5 separate regions of the Sus scrofa genome follow, and regions 2, 3, 4 and 5 are each linked to region 1. A link is a contact called in public Hi-C and HiChIP or PLAC-seq data. All regions are on one chromosome and are shown on one strand. The core of a region is the stretch at or near the end of the contact, and the rest is flanking DNA. Distances in the headings are between cores, read along the strand shown. Region 1 holds the start of ETS2 (protein C-ets-2). Region 2 holds the start of HMGN1 (non-histone chromosomal protein HMG-14). Region 3 holds the start of BRWD1 (bromodomain and WD repeat-containing protein 1). Region 4 holds the start of ERG (ERG, ETS transcription factor). Region 5 has its middle 41 kb from the start of PSMG1.

What was found. Hi-C and Micro-C count contacts between places; a contact is called where the count stands out from the background. HiChIP or PLAC-seq counts read pairs in DNA pulled down with a chosen protein or histone mark.
Region 2: a contact with region 1 is called in an H3K27ac HiChIP or PLAC-seq map of alveolar macrophages. The contact joins the promoter of HMGN1 here to the promoter of ETS2 in region 1. A contact is called at or near these places in 1 of 47 Hi-C or Micro-C datasets (heart right ventricle) and 1 of 2 datasets of contacts at active chromatin or transcription factors (alveolar macrophages).
Region 3: an H3K27ac HiChIP or PLAC-seq map of alveolar macrophages shows a contact between it and region 1. The contact joins the promoter of BRWD1 here to the promoter of ETS2 in region 1. A contact is called at or near these places in 1 of 47 Hi-C or Micro-C datasets (heart right ventricle) and 1 of 2 datasets of contacts at active chromatin or transcription factors (alveolar macrophages).
Region 4: a contact with region 1 is called in a Hi-C map of retroperitoneal adipose tissue, with 2.0 times the contacts expected there. The contact joins the promoter of ERG here to the promoter of ETS2 in region 1. A contact is called at or near these places in 4 of 47 Hi-C or Micro-C datasets (embryonic fibroblasts, mesenteric adipose tissue, retroperitoneal adipose tissue and 1 more) and 1 of 2 datasets of contacts at active chromatin or transcription factors (skeletal muscle).
Region 5: a contact with region 1 is called in an H3K27ac HiChIP or PLAC-seq map of alveolar macrophages, with 10 times the contacts expected there. The contact joins the enhancer-like site here to the promoter of ETS2 in region 1. A contact is called at or near these places in 4 of 5 promoter capture datasets (fetal liver, fetal skeletal muscle, liver and 1 more), 22 of 47 Hi-C or Micro-C datasets (alveolar macrophages, blood, brain and 11 more) and 2 of 2 datasets of contacts at active chromatin or transcription factors (alveolar macrophages and skeletal muscle).

What each region holds. Positions count from the first base shown.
Region 1 is chr13:202,463,080-202,465,595 of Sscrofa11.1, forward strand. It overlaps ETS2 (protein C-ets-2), which reads left to right and starts at 1,262. Exons shown (of 10, transcript XM_021070986.1): 1 at 1,262-1,489.
Region 2 is chr13:202,942,237-202,944,752 of Sscrofa11.1, forward strand. HMGN1 (non-histone chromosomal protein HMG-14) reads right to left here and starts at 1,260. Exons shown (of 7, transcript XM_021070990.1): 1 at 1,223-1,260; 2 at 945-1,065; 3 at 595-627; 4 at 480-509; 5 at 347-397. The coding sequence starts at 959.
Region 3 is chr13:202,895,283-202,897,798 of Sscrofa11.1, forward strand. It overlaps BRWD1 (bromodomain and WD repeat-containing protein 1), which reads right to left and starts at 1,263. Exons shown (of 42, transcript XM_021070988.1): 1 at 1,073-1,263; 2 at 913-971; 3 at 744-773; 4 at 508-567. The coding sequence starts at 1,121.
Region 4 is chr13:202,128,078-202,130,593 of Sscrofa11.1, forward strand. ERG (ERG, ETS transcription factor) reads right to left here and starts at 1,259. Exons shown (of 10, transcript NM_001244456.1): 1 at 1,129-1,259. The coding sequence starts at 1,146.
Region 5 is chr13:202,733,351-202,735,866 of Sscrofa11.1, forward strand. No RefSeq gene overlaps it. Among named protein-coding and RNA genes, the nearest start is that of PSMG1, 41 kb to the right of the region's middle. Within about 2 kb of position 1,256, at least 28 of the 83 cell types and tissues checked have an H3K27ac peak or open chromatin away from gene starts, as enhancers often do. A contact at or near this core is called in alveolar macrophages, embryonic fibroblasts, liver and 3 more, where this site is marked.

The DNA of each region.
Region 1 (2,516 bases), core at 12-2,511:
TTGTATTTTCTATCCACCCCTGGGCATCTAAATATTTCTCCAAGGAGTTCCCGTCGTGGCTCAGCAGTTAACGAACCTGACTGGCATCCATGAGGGCGCAGGTTCCATCCCTGACCTCGATCAGTGGGTTGAGGATCCGGCATTGCCCTGAGCTGTGGTGTAGGTCATAGACACGGCTCGGATCCAGTGTTGCTGTGGCCCTGGCATAGGCTGGCAGCTACAGCTCCGATTGGACCCCTAGCCTGGGAATCTCCATATGCCGCCGGTGCCGTGAAAAAGAGAGAAAAGACAAATAAATAAATAGATAAATAAATACTGAGAATGTGACCGGAATCTGAATAGGAAATGTGTGCATTTCTAGCCATGGACTCAAGTATCTCCTGCTAAAAATGGAAACTCTGGGGGGGAAGGGTGACGGTTTTGACCATAGTTGGAAGTCAGATAGCCTGGAGTTTCAACCCTGAATTTCCCACTCACACGTCCTATGACTCGGCAAGTTATTTACCCAAAGGGCCCATTCCCTCATGTTTAATGTGAGGACAATTATCCTGAGAATGAGCCCAGGGAAGCTCTTTCAAAGGCTGGTTCCTACTAAGACACCGCTCAACTCTAGGGGGCGCCACTTCCTCGGAGGCGGTAGGAACAGGGCTTCCCGGAGCAGAGGGGCGCTCTGTGACCCAGAAAAGGGCCCACCTTGTACGTCTATCATGTCTTTTAGTGTCTTTTCAGGACAGAAGAGTCAGAAGTCCACGAAGAGGTCCAAGAATTGGGCCAGAAATAGTCCCTTATGACCCAAGCCCTGTGGCCGCTCGGTGGCACCAGCACTGCTCCAGTCCTGCCAGGACAGGTTTTGGTGTTAAAGTCTCCGCACCAGCGGAAGAAACCAAAGAAAGACTCTCCTTCTGAGCTCCCGGGACACACACAGGGCTCGAGTCCTCGGGGTCCCCGGCCCACCACGGCCCCCCGAACCGCAGGCAAGGGACAGAGCCCAGTGACAGCGGGCGCCGAGCGAGGCCGGGCTTGGAAGGACTGGCTCCGCCCCCTGCTCTTCTCCTCCCCCCGCCTCCACTCCGCTCCCCTCCCCTCGGCTTCCCCCCTCCCCTGCTCCCGCCCTCTCGCGACTTTGCTCCCTTCTCCACCCCCACCCCTCCCCTCCCGATCTCCTCCCCTCTCCCCTCCCCTCTCGCCTTTCCCCTCCCCCGCCCCCCTCCTCCCCTCCCCGCGGTCGCCTCCCCTCCCTCCTCCGTCCTCCCCCGGCTCCTGAAGAGCGCGCAGCGAAGGGGACCGGCCAGTTACTTCCTCCAGCGGCGGCGCGGAGCGCGGTATCGCCCCAGCCCTGAGCTCCCGGAGCCCGCCGCCCGCCGCTCCCTGCCGGCTCAGGCCTGCCGAGCGCCCTCCCCGCGTCCCGGCCCCGCCGCCCGCGCCCTCCCCGGCGCGCACCGAGGAGTCCGGGCCCCGAGTCGCCGGCCGCCCTGCCCGAAGCGGCGCGGTAAGAGCAGGGTCGGGCCGGGTGGGCGGCCAGGGTCCGGCAGGTCCGGCGGGGAGCGCCCTCCGGGCCCCGGTTCCTCTGCCGAGGGATCCAGAAACGGCGTGGAGGACGTGGGTGGCGCGGAGAGCCGGATCCCAGGGCGCAGCCGGGGTCCCGGAGGGGTGGCGGCTATTCCTAGGATCCAGGGGTCGCGCTTCTGAGATCCGATCCGCTCAGCTCGTGGTATGGATGGCCCAGTGGCTTTGGGGGCGGCAAGTGGGGCGCGGAGTGGGCCCGGCGATGACGCGCGGAGCCGGCTGCGAACTTGGGCCGCGGTTCTGGGGTCGCCGAGCCGGCTGGGGCGGGCGGGGCGCGCCGACTTGTTTCACTTGCTTTTGTCTTAAAAGGAAACGCGGGCGTGGTGGGGGGCCCTTGCCAGTGGGCGCCTGGGAGACCTGATATCGCGAAGGGGCTGGGGGACGCCGGAGAGGGTGTCGGAGGGGCCCCGGCGCGCCCGGGTTTGTGGGTGACTTACTGGAGGGCGCCGGGCCCGGGCAGATCGGGGTCTAGGGGCGCATGAAACACCTTGGAAGCTACGGATCCCCGAAAACAGGCGGATCCCAACCCCCCGGTCACCTGCTCCGCCACGTCCAGGGCCCGGCCGGGGCGGCGGGCGAGGGAGGCGCCGGGAGGGTCCTGGCGCTCGAGCGAGACCCCCGTGGGCGCCCCAGGTCCTCTATATCTCGGGCCCTCGGTCCTGCTAGGCGAACCTGGGGAGCCAGTCGGAAGTGGGGATGTAGGTGCGCCAAGCTGCCTTTCCCGGTTCTTACAGCATTTTAGATGAAGAGGTAACAGCGATTGTGCGTGTGTGTTTTTTAAAGCACAAGAGATTTTTTTATATTATCCTGTATTCAATTATAGGGTATCCTAAAATAGTAGTTGACGTGCGACTTATTTAGAAAGTAAAGAAGTGAGCCAGTCCCCCCTTTGGATTGAGAGGTAATTTATTTTAATTTACCACTGAGAGATGATGTTTGTTCCGCACAGT
Region 2 (2,516 bases), core at 10-2,509, 480 kb after region 1:
CTGGAAAGCCAAAGTTAGTCTCCCAGTATTTGCGGCCGTCTTAAGTTTCCCAAATTCTGCAGCAGCATTACTGTGATACATTCTATCTCCATTAACCGGGATAATCACTACATCCACCATATCTTACCCAGGCCGGAAAAATGTTCTTTACTCATATTATAAAAACCTTAAATCACAGTGCTAAACGTGGTCAAATCCCGACTTTCCAGGAGATTATGACGTCAAACTGTAGACAATTTTGATACTCAAAGTCAAGGTCTTGGCCGCCGCCGGCAACGTGCGTTAAGGTAGCACCGCGGCATTTCGAAGACACCACGGTCTCTTAGGGTTGAAGTTGGAAACCTACCTTTCCTGCCGCCTTTTTTGGCTTCGCTTCCACTTTTGCAGGAGCAGGTTTCTGAAAGGCAAAGGTAGCACTGAGTTTCTTCCCGCGCTAGGATCCCACGGAAAAGGAAGGTTAGGGGGCTCACTTTACTTACAGCTGACAACCTCGCCGATCTCCTCTTGGGCTTCGGGAAAGAAAAGCAGAATGAGTAAGACGCACGGGACGCGGGGCGAACCGAACCCACCCCGGGACAGGCGGGGGGCTCTTACCTCCTCCTTTGCCGCCCCCTCGGCGGAGCTGACCTGCGGGAGGAAGCAGACAGCGAGTGGGCGCAGCCCGCAAACAAAAGTGCCCGCGCGCCCTGCGCCCGCGAGAACAATACCCGGCCGCGTGACGTCAGCGGCTTCCCGCCGCCGCGTTCGAATCTCCCACCCGGCTCCGCGGGCCGCCGAACGTTCCGGAACCGCGCGCCCCATGCCGGTGCGCGCCCGCCCTCCGCCGGCCCGCGGCGCCTCCCGGGCCCAGCGCCGCCGAGGGCGCGGCGGGGCCTGGGCCTGCCTGGCTGGGCGCCGCGGCCGGGCGGCGGAGGGGGCGTGTGCGGGCCGCGGCCGCCGCTCACCTTCCTCTTGGGCATCGTGGCGAGGGCGCGGGCGCGTGCCGGGTGCCTGCGGTCCGCGGCGCGCCGAGAGCCTTCGCGAATCTGGGCTGCCTGGCCGCTGCCGCTCCTCCCGCCGCCGGAGCTGCTGGGACCCGCGGCGGGGGCGGTGGGAGAACCGGATGGAACCGGATTGGGAGCCCGCCCCCTCCTCCCCCCGCATCCCCCGGCCGCAGGCTCCCCCTCCCCTCCAGCCGGGCCGCCCCCCGCCCCCACCCACGCCCATTGGCTGCGGGGCCCACCGTGCCGCGGCCAGCGCCCGGAATAGGTGAGGCCGGCCGTCACTCGACCACTGCGCCCCGCCCCCGCTCTCGGCGCCCCCACCCCGCCCGCCGTCTCGCGGGGCCCCAGACCCAGGCGAGGGGGCGGGGCCCCACGGGCCGCCCTCGCCTCACGGTAGTTTGTTTGAAGCCGAGCCGCAAAGTGCGGTCTGAGCGCCGATTGGCTGAGGCCCGCCACGTGGTCTCCGGGTGAGCCCGCCCACAACCCCCCTGGCTACCTGGGCGCCAGCCAGAGCCAAGAAAGCCCGGGGATCAAGTCCCTTTCCTGTAGGGTGAATTGGGTTGGAAGGGTTTTAGTTAGTCTCACAGACTGGGAAGGAAGAGATAACACGTTCAAATATGAACCAACTTCTTCCACCTCAGTTGGTAAGAAAGGCTAATAGGTCTTCAGCCTCGCTGGCCTGCAGGAGGCGGATTCTAGTGCGCAGGCGCGGAAGGGGAGGTCGTGGGAAGGAAAGTCGGCGCGGGGCTGCACTGCGCAGGCGCGGGTTTTTGCGACGTCCCTGGAGTCGCGGCCCTGCTACCCTGCTGGGTTGCTCGTGGTCAGCTGTTTCTGTGCAGTTTCTTTTAGGTTATCCGTTCCCTTAGGGGCTGGGGGTGCTGGCGGTTCGTCTCAGGAGGCTAGTGGGCTCCTGAGTCCCGGAGGCTGCCGGCCCCAGGACTCGAAACCGCTCTCTGGGCCGGCCGGTCCCTCCTGCACAGAAGTGAAGTGCGGAGTAGGGCCATCCAGCTCGTGCCCGTTTTAACCAGTTGCTCACCTAAGCATCTTTCCGAGATAGAAAAAGAGCTTCTGGCTGGGGATCTGAGCTGGAAACCTCGGAACCAGTGAGATCACAAGTAACCAAAAGAAAATTATGTTTAAAAGGGCAGATTGATTACTGTAAAAAAAGCTCTTAATCGGAAAATTGTCAGCTGGAATTAATTCTTGGGGAGGAAGAAACACTGGAGTACTTTTGAGTCAGAAAGATTGGAAACAGACCAAATGTCCATCATTTGAGACGCCCGGATAAGCTATGACGCTTTCGCCTAGTGGAATAATGAGCCACTGCGGAAAAGAATGAGGCCGCTCTTTACCCAAGAAGTGGATTTTGAAAGTCCCTAGTCAGTCTCTTAACTCCTGATCAATAACTAATGCCTTCCCTTCTCACCGAAGAAAGTCTAAAGTTCTTAAGGGTGGTTTATAAAGATCTCTGCACTCTGGCCCGCTTCAAACGACTTTCACCACTGCTTACCCCGTGTCACCTCCCAGCCTCAA
Region 3 (2,516 bases), core at 13-2,512, 430 kb after region 1:
GCGGAGGAAAAAAGAAAAAAACAAAATAAACCAAAAGCTAGAGAGGAACCTTCCTCCACCTTTCAAACACCAACGCTTCTATTCCTAGGGAACAAGTGGTTGGAAGATCTGGGCGGGGCAAAAGGAGGAAGACCAATCAAAGGTCGAGTTACAAGTCGGGTTCAGGACAAACACGGCTGAGAGCAGCTCGCTGAATGGCTGGCGAGCCCCCGGCTCTCACCATAGGCAGCCGCACCTGGGGACCCACCCCGCCACAAACCGCGGCGCAGGTCGCCCCCACCTCCACCCGGCCGCCCCCCAGGGCCGTTTCCTACCCAAACAAACCCGGCCTCCCCAAAGCAAAACAAAGCCTACGGGAGGCGGTCCCGCTGTCCCAGGGATGCCTCGGCCGCCTGGCCGCCCCCTCCGCGCGCGGCTCGGTCACTTCGCCCCTCCGGCGGGAGCCCCGAAAAGGGGGCGGGGGGCGGGTGCTCGGAAACACCGGGATGGAAATGTCAAAAGTCTCACCAATTCCTCGTAGCTCCTGTTGTGCTCGTTGCCCTCCCAATCCAACCTCTTCGGCAGCAGCTGCAAAGACCCAAGATGCACACGAGTGACCACCGAGCGGGGGGTGGCGGGGCGCAACGGGGTGGGGGGCGGCGGGGACGCGGGGCGGGGAGCCGGACGAGCGGCCCCAGGCAGGGCCGGGAGGGGACGCAGGGGACGCGGCGGGACGGGCGTGGGCGAGGCCGCGAAGCACAGACCTGGTACTGCTCCAGCTCCTGCACCAGCACCTGCAGCCGACGAGACGCGCAGTTAGGGGGGCGGGGGCCGCACCCCGGTCCGCCCGGCGCCCTCCTCCCGAGACCCCAGGCGGCGGCGGGGCCGGGACCCCCGGGGCGCGGCCGCCGCCGCCCGCGGGCCCGCACTCACCTGGGCGGCTCTCCGACACGGGCCGGCCGATAGGTACCGGGCGATGAGGAAGTACAGCTCTGCGGGGAGACGGGGAGTCGGGTCAGGCGCGGGCGGGAGGGTGGCGGGGAGGGGGCCGGGGCGGGGGCGCCGCGGGGAGGGCGCGGGCGGCGCGTCTTACCCGACTCGATGAGGGGCACCGGGCGTCGGGCGGGCGAGGGCTCCGCCATGGCCGGGCGCGGGGCCGGGGCGGGAGCGGGCGAGCGAAGCGTGTAGGCCGCGCCGAGGCCTGACCGGGCCGGCGTTCCTCTACCTCAGGCGCGCCGCCGCTGCCGCCGCCGCCGCCGCCGCCATGCCGTGCGCGCCGCCAGCGCCGACGCCTCCGCGAAGTAGTGCCTCCAGGGGAGAGAAAGTAGTCCCTCTGTGGGCGCCGCCCGTGCCACCGGACGAACGACGGTCCGACCCCGCCAGGAAGGGCGAGCCTCGCCTCCCTCTCCTCTCCCTCGGGGGGCGCAGAGAGGACACTGTGTGCGCTGGGGGCCGGGCCCGGCTCGGGCGGCCGGTGGGGGAGGGGCGCGCGCGTGGCCGGGATCCCTGCGCGCGGTGAAGCGGCTCCCGGCCATTGTGAGGCGGCGGCCCGGCTGCGCGGCGGGGCGGGCGCCGGGGGCGGAGGTCGGGCGGGGGCCGCGGTGGGGGCAGGGACGGGGACAGGTCCTCGCTCCCCCGGCCGGAACCCAGCGTCTCCATCCGGGACGTCAGGGGCCCAGGACCCGCAGCGGGTGCGGCGGGGTCGCCCGCTTCGGGCTCTCGGAAGGGACACTCACGGACGCTCATCCGGGGCCAGTGTGTCTGCCCCCCGGGAAAGATGGTTCGCTTCGAGGACGGAACACCCTTAAAACCGAGATCGTGCCACCCAGATGAGAACGCCGGGCCGAGAAGCTTTCCGCCGGGAGGGGAGGAGGAGTGAGGAACGCCGCGGGATGGGGAGGCCAGGGGTCCGCGGACGCTGACTCTCTGGCTCGGAGGGCAGAGCCGGGTTGCCGCATGCGGGGGAAGGAGAGCCGTGGGACAGAGCCGCAGTCCTGCCGGAGCCCGCAGCCCCCGAGAAAGGGTCAAAGAAAACGCAGTGCATCGCAGAGGATGTAAACCTGGCTAGGAGGGAGCAGCCCAGGGCCGGCGACGACCTAGCCGGGCGAGGAGGGTGGGAGGAAGCGGGCAGTGCAGACACGCAGCGGCCACCTCTCGGGGGACGCCCGCGGGGAGCCGTGGGCAAGTGGGATTCTCTTGGGAAACAGTCGTAGGACTTGAGGTTGGAGCAGTGGACCAGGGTCCCCCAAAATTCCCTTAATGCCCGTGGCGGGCTTCTAATCTAACCACATTCCTTCGGCCAACGTACCCGGTTTGCCCTATTCTGAGCCCTAAAGCACAGCAGGGAGCAAAACCGGGCCCTATGGAGCAGACGTTGTAATTCCAGTTCCTAGGCAGTCTGATAACCTCCAGAGCTTCAAGAGATGAAACATTTGGGTTCAGATCAGACTCTGGGTTGGGACTAACCCTGGGCCTTTACCCGCTGAAAGTGTGACTTTGAGCACGTCACAACCTCTGAGCTTCTATTTTCCTCACCT
Region 4 (2,516 bases), core at 9-2,508, 340 kb before region 1:
ATTGTTTTGGCCCCATTCCGGACAAACCTCATATTCCTGAGCTTTCTAATTAACAGAAGCCCTTGATGAAACCACAATCAAATGCCTCTCACCTACACGCAGCCACACTCTAGGCACGCCACCAATAAAACCCTCCTTTATCCTCTTTTCAGGATCTGTTTCTGCTGCTGCCTTTTTCGCATTTTCTCCAAAGGTCACCAAGGCACGGGGGCCTTGAAAAATATGGTAACAGACCCCTTCATGGATCCCATGCCACCGAGTTACAGGAATCATCAAGTCGGCTTCACTTTCAGGAATCAGGCCGTGTTTACATTTCTACCTACCTGGATTCACCTCCACCTGAGTCTCGCCATGTTATTTACCAGAAACATTTGTGAGAAAAACATCACATCGGACCACAGACCCCAGAGCACAGAGCACCTGCCAGCCACTGCTTCCCGGTTCCCACCAAGCAGCCGTCACCACCGCGAGGAAGAAAGTCTACTCACAGTGCACCGAGGAGAAGGGACTTTATTAAACAGAAATACAGAACCGAACACACCGAATCACCACCATCTGGGTTATACGCGAACCCTCCGCTCTCGGCATGCAGGTTCCAAAAAAAAAAAAAATCCAAGTCAACACTGGCATGTGCCACGACCGACGGCCACTTGCCCAGCATCTTTCTTCGCGTCCACCGGGACCCGGCGGACCCCCCTGAAGCTAAGGGAGGCCTTCGAGAACGTGCGCCAGGGCAGCATCTCCAAGCCCAGCTCTGCCTCGGACCCGGCCCTCCAGCCGCTCCGAGTCCACTCCCTTCCAGCGGACACGCGCGCGGCCCCGCTCGAGACAGGTAAAGAAAATGAAAATTCAGACGCGCCCTGTACAGCTTTTGCAAAAGTCATCCACAGCCCTCAACAGGGAATTTAGAAACCCCAATTTTTTTCCGAGTTTGAAGTTTTTAAGCCTTGCGGATGGTTGGAGTAGGAAAAAGGAAATTTACTAGGCAGTGCAAAGGAAATCTTGTTGTCCTCTATTGTGGCAGTGGGGGTGTTGCCCAACCCTGACTTATCTGCCTTGATAAAGGAAACCAAAGAAAAGGGTAACAAGCACGAGATTTTGTCAAATGAAAAGGAACCCTCTCCTTACCTTAATAGTGCTGGCCATAATGCGATCAAGTTTATTGATCGTTAATAAATGTTAATGATAATTATTGCTTCTCTCTGACCAGAAAGTAGTTTTGATGAGGTTGTTTAGAGCGGATGAGATTGTGCTAAGTCTGGGAAATGAAGTCAGCCAATGGCAGGAAGAGGTTTCTATTGGTCCTGGCGGCCCAGCCCGAAGAAACAGGATATTTGGGAGTGGAGAGATAAGAGGCCCCGAAAACAATGTTGTTTTTCTTGATGATATGCAGCCAGGAGATTTTTTTTTTTAATTAAAAAAAAAAAAAAAAGACATCAATTGCCTGGGCCCGGGATGGCCACAGCAGGTGTGACCCGGTGTGCCGCCGTGTGACACGCCACCCCAGGCAGGATGCAGATGTGAGATGTGGCGGGACTCGGTGTGGCTTCGCGTGGGCGGCGAGCACCTCTGCCCTGGGCGTGGAGGGCACCCTGCAGCCGGGTGACAGACGGGCCCTCTCGCCTGTGTCTCGCCAGAAGACCCGCCACACGCCTGGGACCCGGGACTTGAGCCCCCCACACCCCCCATCCCACTCCCGGCTTCTCTTCTCTTAAAAGGAAACTTTGCAGGCGGTACTTAGTTCATGTTCAGGGGGGACCCCGCTTAGTCGCCGCCATTCGCCTGCGGATTTTTGAGGACGTTTATCCCTTCACCACCTCCAGCGAGTGTTCCAGAGCAGTTTCATTTTCTCCTTGCAACACAGGTAGTTGCTCCTGGGTCCACAAAAGCCAGGAGAAAATGCACAGACTCTAGAATGCAAGGAACTAGAAGGAAAGGGGAGAATAAACCTGTCGAATCCTTGTTTTCAAATATCCGTTGAAAATCCCAAGACTCGAAGTGACACAAACACGTTCTAATGGCAGCGAGCTGGCCCCCCTCTGACAAAGGTCCATGTTCCAGACGGACCCCAACAGAACTCCTGGCTACACAGAGATGCCACATCCTCCAGTTCAGTGTTTTAAAATCTGAGCCGTTAAGTTCAGGGCCACACGTCTGTTTGCCCCTCGGACGGAGGAAATGCAGCTCATGGAGGCCTGAACATTCCTGAGAGGATGGCAGGCCTTTTAATTACTCATTTTCAGGAAATTACTTGTTCTCTGGAAGAAACAACATTTTGCTTTGAATTTAGCTACACGAAAGCTGGGCCAGTGAAGAGGTGTGGTCTCCAAAGGGGACCCGCAGAACACAATAGACCAAACCCTGAGTCATCCAGCTCCTCCCGGTTTCAGAGGCAGGACAGTCAGGGAATCGATTTCACGCCTGCCCACGTCAGAGCTCTAGGAAGGAGCCCAAGGTTCTGTATCTTTTACTGATCCCATGATTTCCCTCTTGTATTAGGACAGAAGGAGGAAAGA
Region 5 (2,516 bases), core at 6-2,505, 270 kb after region 1:
GGCATCTTATTGTATTTTATTTTCTATTTTTATTTTTAGGGCTGCACCCACGGCACATAGAAGTTCCCAGGCTAGGCGTGGAATCAGAGCTGTAGCCGCCGGCAGACACCACAGACACAGCAACGCCAGATCCCAGCCGTGTCTGCGACCTACACCACAGCTCACGGAAATACCGGATCCTTAACCCACTGAGCAAAGGCCAGGGATCAAATCCTCCTCCTCATAGATCCTAGTCGGGTTGGTAACCTGCCGAGCCACAACTCCCCACCATCCCCCGGTTTAAAGAAGCCACTGAGGGCATCTTTAAAGAAGAGTCACTCTGGAGCAGAGGCACTCAGACCCAAGCCCCTCTCCCAGCTCGGCAGACCCTCCCCCAGAAGCGGTTCACCCCTTGCTTTGATGCCAGCACTGGGTTTGAAGGGCAGGGGAGAGCCTCAGATCCCATATCATCAGTACTATACTCAAAAGTCACACCCCAAGAGGCCACCAGGGGCCACTGGTCCCGCTGGAGGAGGTCTGGGGTGCAAGCCCCACCCCAGCCCTGGCACAGGTCTCACTGTGGATGCAAAGAACCATCTTTGAACACGCTCAGGTATTCCAATTTAAGGAAACAGAGCCAACTCGTTTCTGGCACATGGAGCACACGTGGACATTTCTCCGTGCACCCCAGCCCATCTGCCAAAATTAAAGTCATCAGAGAACTAGAAGACTCGCCCACACGCACAGCCAAAGTGGCGCTGAACATCTAAGAAAGACACGGAGGGTTCAGCCAGCATCCCTCAGTCTCACCGTCAAGAAGAAAGGGAGCTTATTTTCCACCCTAACTGGTAATGATTGCTTTCCCCAAAATTACCCCCCAAAAAGGAACCAGACCTCTCTCACATACACCTGCACATGCACACGCTCAGATCTGTGTTCCAGGAGAGCGCGTCCAGCTGGAGGCAGCCGGGCACCCGCAGCTGGGAGTCTAGACCCAGGCTGGTCGGGGTGGCCCGCGCAGGTCCCAGCACCTGCCCGCCTGGGAAACGACTGAGGCGGGAAAAGGTGAAACTGCAGACTCCAATTTAAGAAATCTGACCTTTTGTCCCTCAAATAATTGGGGAGCAAGATATGACTTTTTTCCTGAGTATATTTATGGTATTTTTCCATTTGAGAAAGCATCCGCCAAGGCAAAAGGAACAATGCTAAGAAGCGCGATTTCCATTTTCAAAGGGAAGGGGAGGCCCTTTTGGAGGGACCACGCCCACATCTGTAAATAGCCAACCTTGGAAGGAACTCGAAGGAAAGCAACGTGTGTGCCTATGTGTGGGGGGAACCTCAGCGGCTAGAGCCTCCCCACCCCTCGTGGCGGCAGGAAACCATCCGCCGGGTGAGGGCTGCAGACCCAGCGGGCGCCCAGGCGGCAAGAGATGCTCCTGGGGTTCCAGGCAAGACCCCCGCGGGCGCACAGACACACACGTTACATACCTTTGTTTCACTGTGTTTATTTCCACTGCAGAAGAGGGACAAGCAGAGGCTGGGGACAGAGTGGAAGGGACGCTTGCTTTACTCTGAGTCTCTTTGTGCCTTTTGAGTTTTGAACTTGAAGTCATTTGCGTACCTGTGTCCTTCGGGGGAACTGTCTCCTAAGAGATTCTGGCACCACTTCCTGACCCAGCAAGAACCCACTCTCCTTCTGGAATACGGGATGCCCTCCCCTTCCCCCCAACCCCAGCACCCCCCACACACACACACACACACAGCACACACAACACAGCATACACACCCTCCCCAACACCCACGGCACACACACACACACACACACACCACACGCACCCCACGCACACACCCTACACACACACAGGAAACACACACACACAGACACGTGTGCGTGCACACCTCCCACAGCATCTCTGAACCCAGGTGCCAGGCAGGGCTCAGCTTGCAAAGCAGGTCAAAGTCGGGTCGGGATGCTGCCTTGGACCCTATAGAAAGGGCCTTGACATCTAAACCTCCGGGATTCAGCGCCATCTAGAGGCTTTCTGCTGCACTGTTTCCCAGCTTGGCGACAGAAAGGCGACCCCAGCTCCTGGCATCGTGAAGGGTGGGGGCCTGAGAAGCCCAAGAAAGGCGCCACGTTGCTGAGGACTCGGGCTGGGGCCGGCCCTGGGGTTTTGTGGTTCCACCCTTCTATGTATTCCACTCCCTCTTCTCACATACACACACACACGCGCGCGCGCGCGCGTATTTAATTTTTTTCCAATTAAGTAAAACATTCGGAAAAATGCCAAAGGTCCTTAGTCATCAAAAAATGTAACCCAGGACTTCCCATTGTGGCTCAGCAGGTTACAAACCCAACTAGTTTCCACGAGGATGCAGGTTCAATCGCTGGCCTCCCTCAGTCAGTTAAAGATCCAGCGTTGCCTTGAGGTTGCAGACGTGGCTTGGATCCTGCGTTGCTGTGGCTGTGGTGTAGGCTGGCAGCTGCAGCTCTGATTCCCCCACTAGCCTGGGTACTTCCATATACCGTGGGTGCA